Linked DNA regions of Danio rerio: region 2 is linked to region 1. The links are chromatin contacts, called in public Hi-C maps. All regions are on one chromosome and are shown on one strand. The core of a region is the stretch at or near the end of the contact, and the rest is flanking DNA. Distances in the headings are between cores, read along the strand shown.

What was found. A called contact is a pair of places that touch in the nucleus more often than the background predicts.
Region 2: a contact with region 1 is called in a Hi-C map of an unstated tissue, with 2.4 times the contacts expected there. The contact joins two enhancer-like sites. A contact is called at or near these places in 3 of 18 Hi-C or Micro-C datasets (caudal fin, hematopoietic stem cells and an unstated tissue).

Annotation. Positions count from the first base shown.
Region 1 is chr20:26,108,663-26,113,522 of GRCz12tu, forward strand. All of the region lies in intron 2 of palld (palladin, cytoskeletal associated protein), which reads left to right. Among named protein-coding and RNA genes, the nearest start is that of palld, 11 kb to the left of the region's middle. Within about 2 kb of position 2,234, at least 6 of the 62 cell types and tissues checked have an H3K27ac peak or open chromatin away from gene starts, as enhancers often do.
Region 2 is chr20:26,174,586-26,179,445 of GRCz12tu, forward strand. palld (palladin, cytoskeletal associated protein) reads left to right here. Exons shown (of 20, transcript XM_073934094.1): 5 at 284-401; 6 at 1,680-1,748; 7 at 2,448-2,589; 8 at 4,740-4,763. Among named protein-coding and RNA genes, the nearest start is that of palld, 76 kb to the left of the region's middle. Within about 2 kb of position 2,151, at least 5 of the 62 cell types and tissues checked have an H3K27ac peak or open chromatin away from gene starts, as enhancers often do.

The DNA.
Region 1 (4,860 bases), core at 984-3,483:
TTATTGAAACTGAAATATTATATTCATTAAATAATATCATTGTGAGGTAAATAATAACTAAACCTCACAAAATTTCAAAGCATAGTATAAGCTAGAGTTTGATATAAAGCACTATGAATTATAAATGTAAGAGTAGCCTAAATCATTTAAATTCAGTCCGATTTACAAAATGCAACAGTATATGCCTAAACAATTGCACAAGGGCAAAAATACGTTTTCAAGCGGAAAAAAAAAATATAAAAGTCTAATATAGTTTTATCTTTTTTCTCTTTGGATTAGATTAGAATATGTACTGGAAATTAAATCCATTATTTATTTTTAACCTGGGAATAAAGTAATAACTATCAGAAAAAGAATTATCTGACGACATATTAAAATAGTCTATTTAAGAATCAGAGTGCAAAAAACAAAATATTGATACATTTATTATCACTATACTACAAACCACTCTTACATAAATATATCAGTTACACAGAATGTAATGAACAATGAGAGTAACAATAAAACATAATTTAAAACATTTTATTTTTCCATTTTCACACACGTTATGTGAAAGATTAAAGTATGCAGTGTTTTTGCATGTAATATGCTTTCCATGTACAGTCCAAGTCCGAATTATTAGCCCATCTGAATTACTAGACCGCTTGTTTATTTTTTCCCCCAATTTCTGTTTAATGGAGAGAAGATTTTTTCTACACATTTCTAAACATAATAGTTTTAATAACTCAATTCTAATAATTTATTTTATCTTTGTCATGATGAGAATAAATAATATTTGACTAGATTTTTTTCAAGACACTTCTATAATTACCCTAACCTGCCTAGTTAACCTAATTAACCTAGTTTAAATGTCACTTTCAGCTAGCTTAAAGTGACATTTAAACTAGGTTAATTAGGTTAACTAGGCAGGTTAGGGTAATTAGGCAAGTTATTGTATAACGGTGGTTTGTTCTTTAGTCTCTCGAGAAAAAATATATTAAAGGGGCTAATAATTTTGTCCCTAAAATGGTGTTTAAAAAATTAAAAACAAGTTTTATTCTAGCTGAAATAAAACAAATTAGACTTTCTCTAGAAGAAAAATATTAACAGACATACTGTGAAAATTTGCTCTGTTAAACTTCATTTGGGAAATATTTAAAAAAGTAGAAATAAATTCGAAGGGGGCTAATAATTCTGACTTCAACTGTATGAAAACAGATTTGTACATTTAATTTGATGCAGACATCAAAATGAGACCTCATCATAGACCTAAAATAATCGGTGAGAGGTTCATTCTGACTTGTTTCAAATGATTCAATGCAAAATATTTAGTTTCTTGACTAGGTTTACAATGCATTTTCACAGTATTATTTTTAGGGGCACTGTCAGTGCGGAAAGCTGTTAATTTGGTCCTCATTATGCATTGTTGACATGTAACATGAAGTCTTTCTGGTGAACAGCATGCTGTACCTCACCAGCGTGACCAGTTCTAACCAGAATAAACCAGTTTGGATCAGGATGGAAATATTTCAGCCTGCCCTTACAATTTGTTTTCACAGAAGTGAACAGAAAATAGCAACTTAAAGAGATATTTCACCCCAAACAATTCTAATAATTTACTTGCATTTAAGTGCTTCTAAACTTTTATGAGTTGTGTTCTTCTGTTGAACACAAAGGAAGATATTCTGAAGAATGTTGAAGAAAAACCAGTCATGGATGTTCATGATTGGGACAGAAAAAACAAAACATGCAAGTTAGTCTTTTTTCTCTTTCTTTAAGTTTAACAGAACACTCAAAACATGATGAGCATTTGATGATTGTTCAAACTACTAATCTAAAATGAGCTTAAACAACATAATTCTTGAGATTGTTTTTGGGACAGCTTAATTGATTTATGTTTAATTTACTTAAATTTGTTAAGTTGACTTAACCGATTTGTGTTGGGACAACATGAATGAATTGTGTAGAACCCTGCCCTTTAAAAGTGAAGAAAGTAACTCATTAAAATGTAGAACTTTTCTGAGGGTGAACTATCCTTTTAACTCAGTATAAAAGTTAGCCCAGCACACGCTGCTTTCCACCCCAGCAACAGCAGGTTTATCATTGAGCTTTAGAGGGGCAACAGTAAAAGGGGATTTCTGCCCACATGGGATTGCATAATGAAAGGGAACAGAAACACACTTGGACTCCATGGATGTGGTGGTTGCACACTGGAAATGCAAAGCCTCATCCTTCTCTGTCTGCCACTGCAACCGGGCCTCGTCCCATCAATATAAATAGTCCTTCGCCCGGCATGGAGGAGCCAGGCTCAGGAATGCTATCCATGCCATGACTTGACACTTTCCACACGGATTTACTTTCTCCACCTTTCTGCACCTTCTTAGGAAATATGTAGATGTGAGGAAAGAGAGAGAGAGAGGGAGAGAGCAAAGAGAATTGCTCTAAAGGGAGATACAATATGTGTGACCTGCTGTTAATTGGAGATGGACTGACGGTGGGATTCTTAGCCTCTAGATGGGAGTGTTGCATCTCAGGTTTGAGTCAGATTGTGCAAGAGCAGTTTAATTTACAAAAACTCGCACCTCAGAGAGAGACGAGGTATTTATACTGTAGTGATTACATGCAGGTGTTACGTTACCCTGTGTTATATTTATTGAGACATGCTTCTTGTAGTTTGCATGGACAGGCCAAAGGTAAATAAGTAGCTTGATGCTTTCTACAGTAGAAGGGAGAAGAAATCAGTTTGAAAATACAAACATCTCAACTTACATGCAATATAAACTAGAAGTAACAAATCTTTTTTTTTTTTGTATTCCTTTTTTATTTCGGTCCACTTTTGTTTTGTTTATCATAGTTTTAGTAAGTTTAGCTGTTTTGATGTTGTTTTGACATTGTTCAATATTGAATAATTTGTTTTCTCCTTATCAGTACTTTTGTATCGTTTTCCAGTAATAATACTGAAATAGCTTTGAAATAAATATCAGTTGAGTTGATAAACTGAAACATCCATATTTTTAGAGTTTTTTTATCCTTTCCTTACTGGAAACTCAAAAAAGCTTTGTTTCTTTGTCAAGAAGAAGGAGAAGAAATCTGTTTTAAAATTTCAGCTCACATGCAATATAAACAAGAAGTAACAAATTAGATTTTTTTTATTACTCTTTATTACTCTGTCCACTTTTGTTTTGTAGGTTTAGTTTATCATTGTATCAGTTTAGTTTAGCTTTTGATGTTGTTCTGACATTGTTCAGTTTTAGAAAGAAAAAAAAACATTTATTGACAAAAATCTTTCTTCTTATTAGTATTTCTGTATGGTTTTCCAGTAATAATACTTAAAGAGGTTTAAAACGAATATCAATTTACTTGATAAACTGAAAAACATCATTTTTTTAGGGATCTTCTATTCTTTCTTTACTGGACACCCCTCAAAAAGTTTTGTTTTGTTTTGTTTTTTCTCCTTCAAATTATTTTTATAAGGAATTTACAATACCGGTCAAAAGTTTGGGGTCAGTTTTTTAAAATTTTTTAAAGAAAATGATTCCGTGTATCAAGACGGCATTTATTAAATGTAAAAACATTGTTCACAATTGTTAAATATTATCAAAATTTTAAATAACTTCTTTCTTAATGTTTGTAGTTTCAAATAAAAATATTACTCCAGAGTCATTATTGCTTTCGAGCCTGGTCGCTGGTTCGAGCCTCCGCTGGGTCAGTTGGCATTTATATGTGGAGTTTGCTTGTACTCCCCATGTTTGTGTGGGTTTCCTCCGGGTGCTCCAGTTTCCCCCACAAGTTCAAAGACATGCGCTATAGGTGAATTAGGTAAGCTAAATTGACCGTAGTGTATGTTAATGAGAGTGTATGGATATTTCCCAGTGTTGGGTTGCAGTTGGTGGTTCATTCCACTGTGGCGACCCCAGATTAATAAAGGGAGTGGGCTGAAAAGATACAATTATTATTAGAGTGACTCTGAAGACTGGAGTAATGAGGCTGAAAATTCATCATTAAAATCCCTGAAGTAAATTATTAAATTATAAACTTTTTTATAACTGTTTTGAACACTTATTTTATAGTGCAATAACATTTCACAATTTTACAATTTGTACTGTATGTTTGATGAAAAAATGCAGCCTTGTTGAGCAGCAGAAGCTTATTTTAAAACATTTAAAAATCCCCAAACTTTTGACAAGTAGTATATATTCTAATGCATGCAAAATAGCTTTTTCTTAATTACTATTGTGCAACAAAATTAGGCAGTGATTAACAATATTTTTACTGTCAAATAGCAGTTGAAAAAGCTATTTAGTGTCTTAATTTTATCTCTCTAAAAAAATATTTACACACATTGTGCAAACCTTTAAATTGTGACAGAATAAACTGTGTACTGTATGTCTCTAGTTTTCATGATCTTCAATGGAAGACAGTCAAAGTTCTAAAGTATCCATTGCAGGTAATGTAGGAATCAGCCAGATGCATATTGTTCATTTGAAGAACATGTGACAACAAATTAGTCTAAATGCACATTCAGTCTACACTACAGTATACTGTAGATTGTCTAACACAAACCAGATTAATAAATAAAGAGTTTAGTAAAGAAAAAGATTCCACATACTATGTCATGTTAGTGATACTGCTGGATGGACATCAAATTTCATGGGTATTATTTATTCATAACTTGTTGATCGTCTAGTGATTTCTGGCACACAGTCATGGGTGTGAAGACTTTCTCACGCACCCTTTTGAAATCAAATCTTGTGTGACGAAAGAGCGCCAGTTTTCTTTTGCGTCTGCTGAACTTGTAAATGACATCATCATTATGTGTCAGCTTCAGTCTGAGTACATCAGAGTTGACTGACATCATGTGGAGTCACTGATGTAATGTGT
Region 2 (4,860 bases), core at 901-3,400, 66 kb after region 1:
TCAGTCTTAATGGACTGTAATGGAGAAAAAAAGATTGATTCACTTTGTCATCGCTTCAGATTTGGTCACCAACGTTGAGCCAAGATGACTCAAAATGTCCTTTTTTTTAGTTATGGTCTATTTTTTTAAATGAACATTATGTATATATCATTTTAAGCATTTTCTTTTACGTTTAACTTTATAGTAAAATGTTTTCATTAAAAGATAACTTTGCTGTAAAATTGTAGACATTTTCCCAGGTCTGAATGAGTTTTGATATAGTGTTGTTGATGTGTGTTCTCAGGGCACAGAAGAAAACCAGCTCAGTTTCTCTGACGATACACACATCTTCACCAAAGAGCCCAGAAGCTCAACCTCATCGCTCTACGCTGGTCCAGCCGATTTCTACTACACCACAGAGAGTGAGAAATAGCACAGACACATGATTGAATCAAGTTACTATGTAATTTTGCACTTTTGGTTCCATCGTCCCAAAGGAACTAGTTTTTTATTAGGTTATCAAAAAGCCAGAATGTTTTCATGATTTATTCTAAAAATAAATAAAAAAATAAATAAATTGTTCAGTTTTTCTTGTCTTAAAAAGTCATTTTGAAATGCACATACAGTATTATGTTGTGTTTGTTGTTTTTATAGAAATTAAGGGTTATAACTGACTCTAGTGTTCCACTGAAGTTCTTCCATTTGCGAAGTGAAGCAGAACATCATCTAAGCCACAGACAGCTTGTTTTGGCTCTGTGAATGGGTCATTTTTACCACTAGAAAAATACAAGCAGCACAGCACAAAGCCTTATGTGCTTTTTTCCTAATTAAAAAACCTGAATTCACTGTAAAACCCAAAAAGTTAAGTTAAATCAAACCGTTTGAGGAAACCGATTGCAACAAACCATTTATGTTCAAAAACTAATTCTAATGAGTACTGGGAACTTAATCCATTTGAGTAAATTAGGCAATTTGACCACAGTAAAACCCAGTAAATAAAAAGAACTTAAACCAACTGAGTACTGTAAAACCCAATAAGTTAAGGCAACTCAATCCGTTTGAGGAAACTGATTGCTACAAACCATTTGAGTTCACAAAAATCTAATCTATATGAGTACTGTGAACTTGCTCTATTTAAAGTGAAGTACTGAGGTATTTAATTAACTCATTACCTTCAACACTGAGTTAAAAACTCTTTTCAAATGAGTAGAATTAACTTTCAGTACATTTTGAGTTAACTACACTCATTTTATGTGATAAAGTTGACTGTTGGGGTTTACCGTCTAGATAAATATTAAGTCTCTCTAAAACAAAGAAAATAAGTGATTGGAAAATGGTATTCACAAATACTAGAACATGTTACTGTATATTCATGCAATGTGTAAGCCTACATAAAAATATAGTATGATTTGAAGCTTGACATATTTACATGCAAATCAACCCAAATCATCGCTTTATTTAGCCTTTTTGTAAACACCACATTGCGATTCATCAATCAGTAAGATTTCAACTGCAACAAAAGATGTCTATGTAAGTGGAGCCAGTCTACAATCTACTACAATGACACATACACAAATGCACAAATATTTCTGGAAGACTCATCAGGAATGACAACAGCAGATGGACTTATAAAACTCACTCTCTCTGGAAAGATCCATCATCATAACCACACTTATTCTCTCCCTTTCTCTCTCTGTCAGGTCCAGAGTCCAGTTTCTTCACTGTATGCCGGTGATGCTCTTGCTAAAGCGCCCCCTAGCTTCACTAAGGTAACAAAACAGCCACAAAAGAACTTCTTTAGCTGCATTCACAGCTAGTTTGAGTAATCAGAAGTGAATCATGGTATGAACTTTCTCAGACGATTCTCTTTTCTTTGTGATTGGTCATGTGACTCTGTGAACAGGCCTAGGCAGAGCCGCAGACATCAATGCCAAAAGCTGTTTTCTCATTGCGCTAAATCATTTTCCACCTCCTTAAAAAAAGTTTGTTTTTGTAGACCCCTATCATCCCACTTGCTCTTTCTTCTCAGAGACTTTAATCTTCCTAATGAGAGGATGTGCCTTTTATAATACATGGTTTCATGTCATCATCATAGTCTCATACAAACAGGCATACTTTTTGACTTGAACTTTAAATAAACCTATAACCTGTCACATGTAACCACAAGCCTGTTACACACACATACTTTACACAAAGCTTCAAAGAGTGAACACACAACTGAAAGCAACTCACATGCACATGTATAAACAAACTGCGCTTGGACTTTTATGGGTTGCTGACAGCTTCTTTCCTATGAGTCTATTATGTCTTTAATGTAAAAGAGTGTGTACTTGACAATGAAAGAGGTGCTGAAGAAAGAGCAGAATTAGTGGTGGTTTACTTCAGTTTTTCTCTTCATGTGTTTGTACTCTTTGCCTTTGTTTAGCCCTCAGTCAGTATTTCCAGTGTTAACCTGGGGTTCTCTGTAGGTGTTGCAGGACGCACAGCCGTCTGAAGGTCAGGTGGTGGTTCTGGAGTGCCGAGTCAGAGGTAGTCTTCCTCTGCGGGTCCAATGGTTTCGAGAAGGCCAGGAGATCCAGGACTCTCCTGATTTCCGCATCCTACAGAAGAGTAAGAGGAACTACTTGCACTAAGATTTTGTTGTTTTTAGCTGATGTTAGCCGTTCTTTAGGAACCTTTAGACAGTTTGCAAGTAAAATGATCTGTTGGTACTTGGGATTTTTTATATATATATATATATATATATATATATATATATATATATATATATATATATATATATATATATATATATTGTAGCGAGGCAGAGGGAAAACACAAACACAGTTGAGTAAAGTTACAAACAACGCCCCGGAGGGTGCTTTATTTACAAGTGAAATAGTGCGTGAATGAGTGCTCTTCTTAGGGTGCGTGCTCAAGTGCTCCGAGGAGATGGTGAAGGCTGGTGAGAGTTCTGGTGTTGGATCGGTCACGAGCTGGATTCGGCTGTGGGAGAGACAGAAAGAGACAAGCGTTAGCGCAGGGAGTAATTTGGAAATGAAGCTCGATTTCCTCCTGTGTGGGGCTGGCTTTATCTCTCCCTGGCTGATGAGGTCCAGCTGTGAGCGATCCGGTTCTGATGAGTTTTCAGCTGGGGTGAATTTGTGACCAGGGCGACGTAGCATCAGCAGACTCGCTACAATATATATATATATATATATATATATATATATATATATATATATATATATATATATATATATATATATATATATATATATATATATATATATATATAATTGTATATTTTCCAGAAAACACAGAAACAAGGTGTGTGCCAAAATAGAGATTACCAATTTGTAAGCATGAGTGAAAGCATAACCTGTTGAATTCTGCGCTACATAAATTGTCATTGGCACAAATATAATTCCTTACTGGTTAGGTCGACAGTCATTTGATCTTTTTGGACAAAATAATGTTTTTGTGTCTTTGCACATGCCTTCATATTGGAGGAAAAATCTGCCTCAGTTGAACACATACCTTTTTTTTATATCCCTTTTTTTCTTCATTCAGCATTTTAAAAAAAGTGTGGCAAATCTGTCAGGATTCTGTCTGGCATTGTGTCATTATGAAACACACTGAGATCAGTGACTCTAATGAGTAAAACATACAGTACACAGCCAGGGAGTAATTCATTTATAGTTCTGTCTTATTCAAAACTGAATGTCTCAATAGAAATTTTCAGATTTAAATGAGCAATAATCACAGAAGTAGCAGTGCGATATGGTTGTATATCAGCACTAGTGGGAGGCGTGCAACGTGTCTGCTTAGTGTCCCACCAGTGACAATACACCGCCAAATCACACTGCTACTCCTGTGATATGCCAATATTTAAATGATTCTCTAGCATAATGTTTAAAGTGATGACAAAACAGGTGATTTTGCTCAAATTTTAAGATTATAAGGCTGAACGGCATGAAATGCAATTTGTCTACAGAGATTTCCTAGTATTTCTCTGATGCAATTGGGATATCCGGATAAAATTAACACAGAAAAAGCCTTAAACAAAGCAAACACTACCAGAAGCACTACCAAACTGGTATAAAAACAGCCCTACAACATACAAAAGAGAGAGATCGACTTAAAATGTCACTTACCAGGGTTAAAATTATTTGATCAGCTGTAGTTTGAAATTACGAATTGAGTTTTTCTTTTCTAAGGGCTTATTATGCGTTTCCATCTTCTGGCGGAACGTCAGTATGAGTATTTAAAATAGGCACTGTCCTTATAAATAAACTGCATAGTTGCAATCTAGACAACTACAGTCTCGCCTAAAAAGTAAATTACGTTGTCCAACAGCTGCAGTATTTGTTAAACTGTATTTAGTTTATTGATCTGCTGTCCCTCTATGTGGGCGGAATAATACAGAAGTGTGAGAAGGCTGTATGAGTGCTGTTATTGCAGAATTCTGTGCGGATATCAGCCAACAAGACAGAACTGTTGTGTATATATATATATATATATATATATATATATATATATATATATATATATATATATATATATATATATATATATATATATATATATATATATACATATATATATATATATATATAACTATTCACAGATCCCACACATATTTTCTTGTTGTGAATAACTATTGTGATTAACTATTTATTTTTATGTCTAGGTTTATTGGTGTGCTGCTTTTTAAAAAAAAATTTTTCTCATTTCTCATTAATAATTTTTTCTCATTTCCCATATTCCTATTTCATCAGAGCCAAGGTCAGCAGCAGAACCCGGTGAGTGTTTTTATATTATTATTAATATTATTATTTTACCCCTACATTCCCCTTTAACACTCTTCTTATTCATAAAAACACTTTCATCAAGATACAT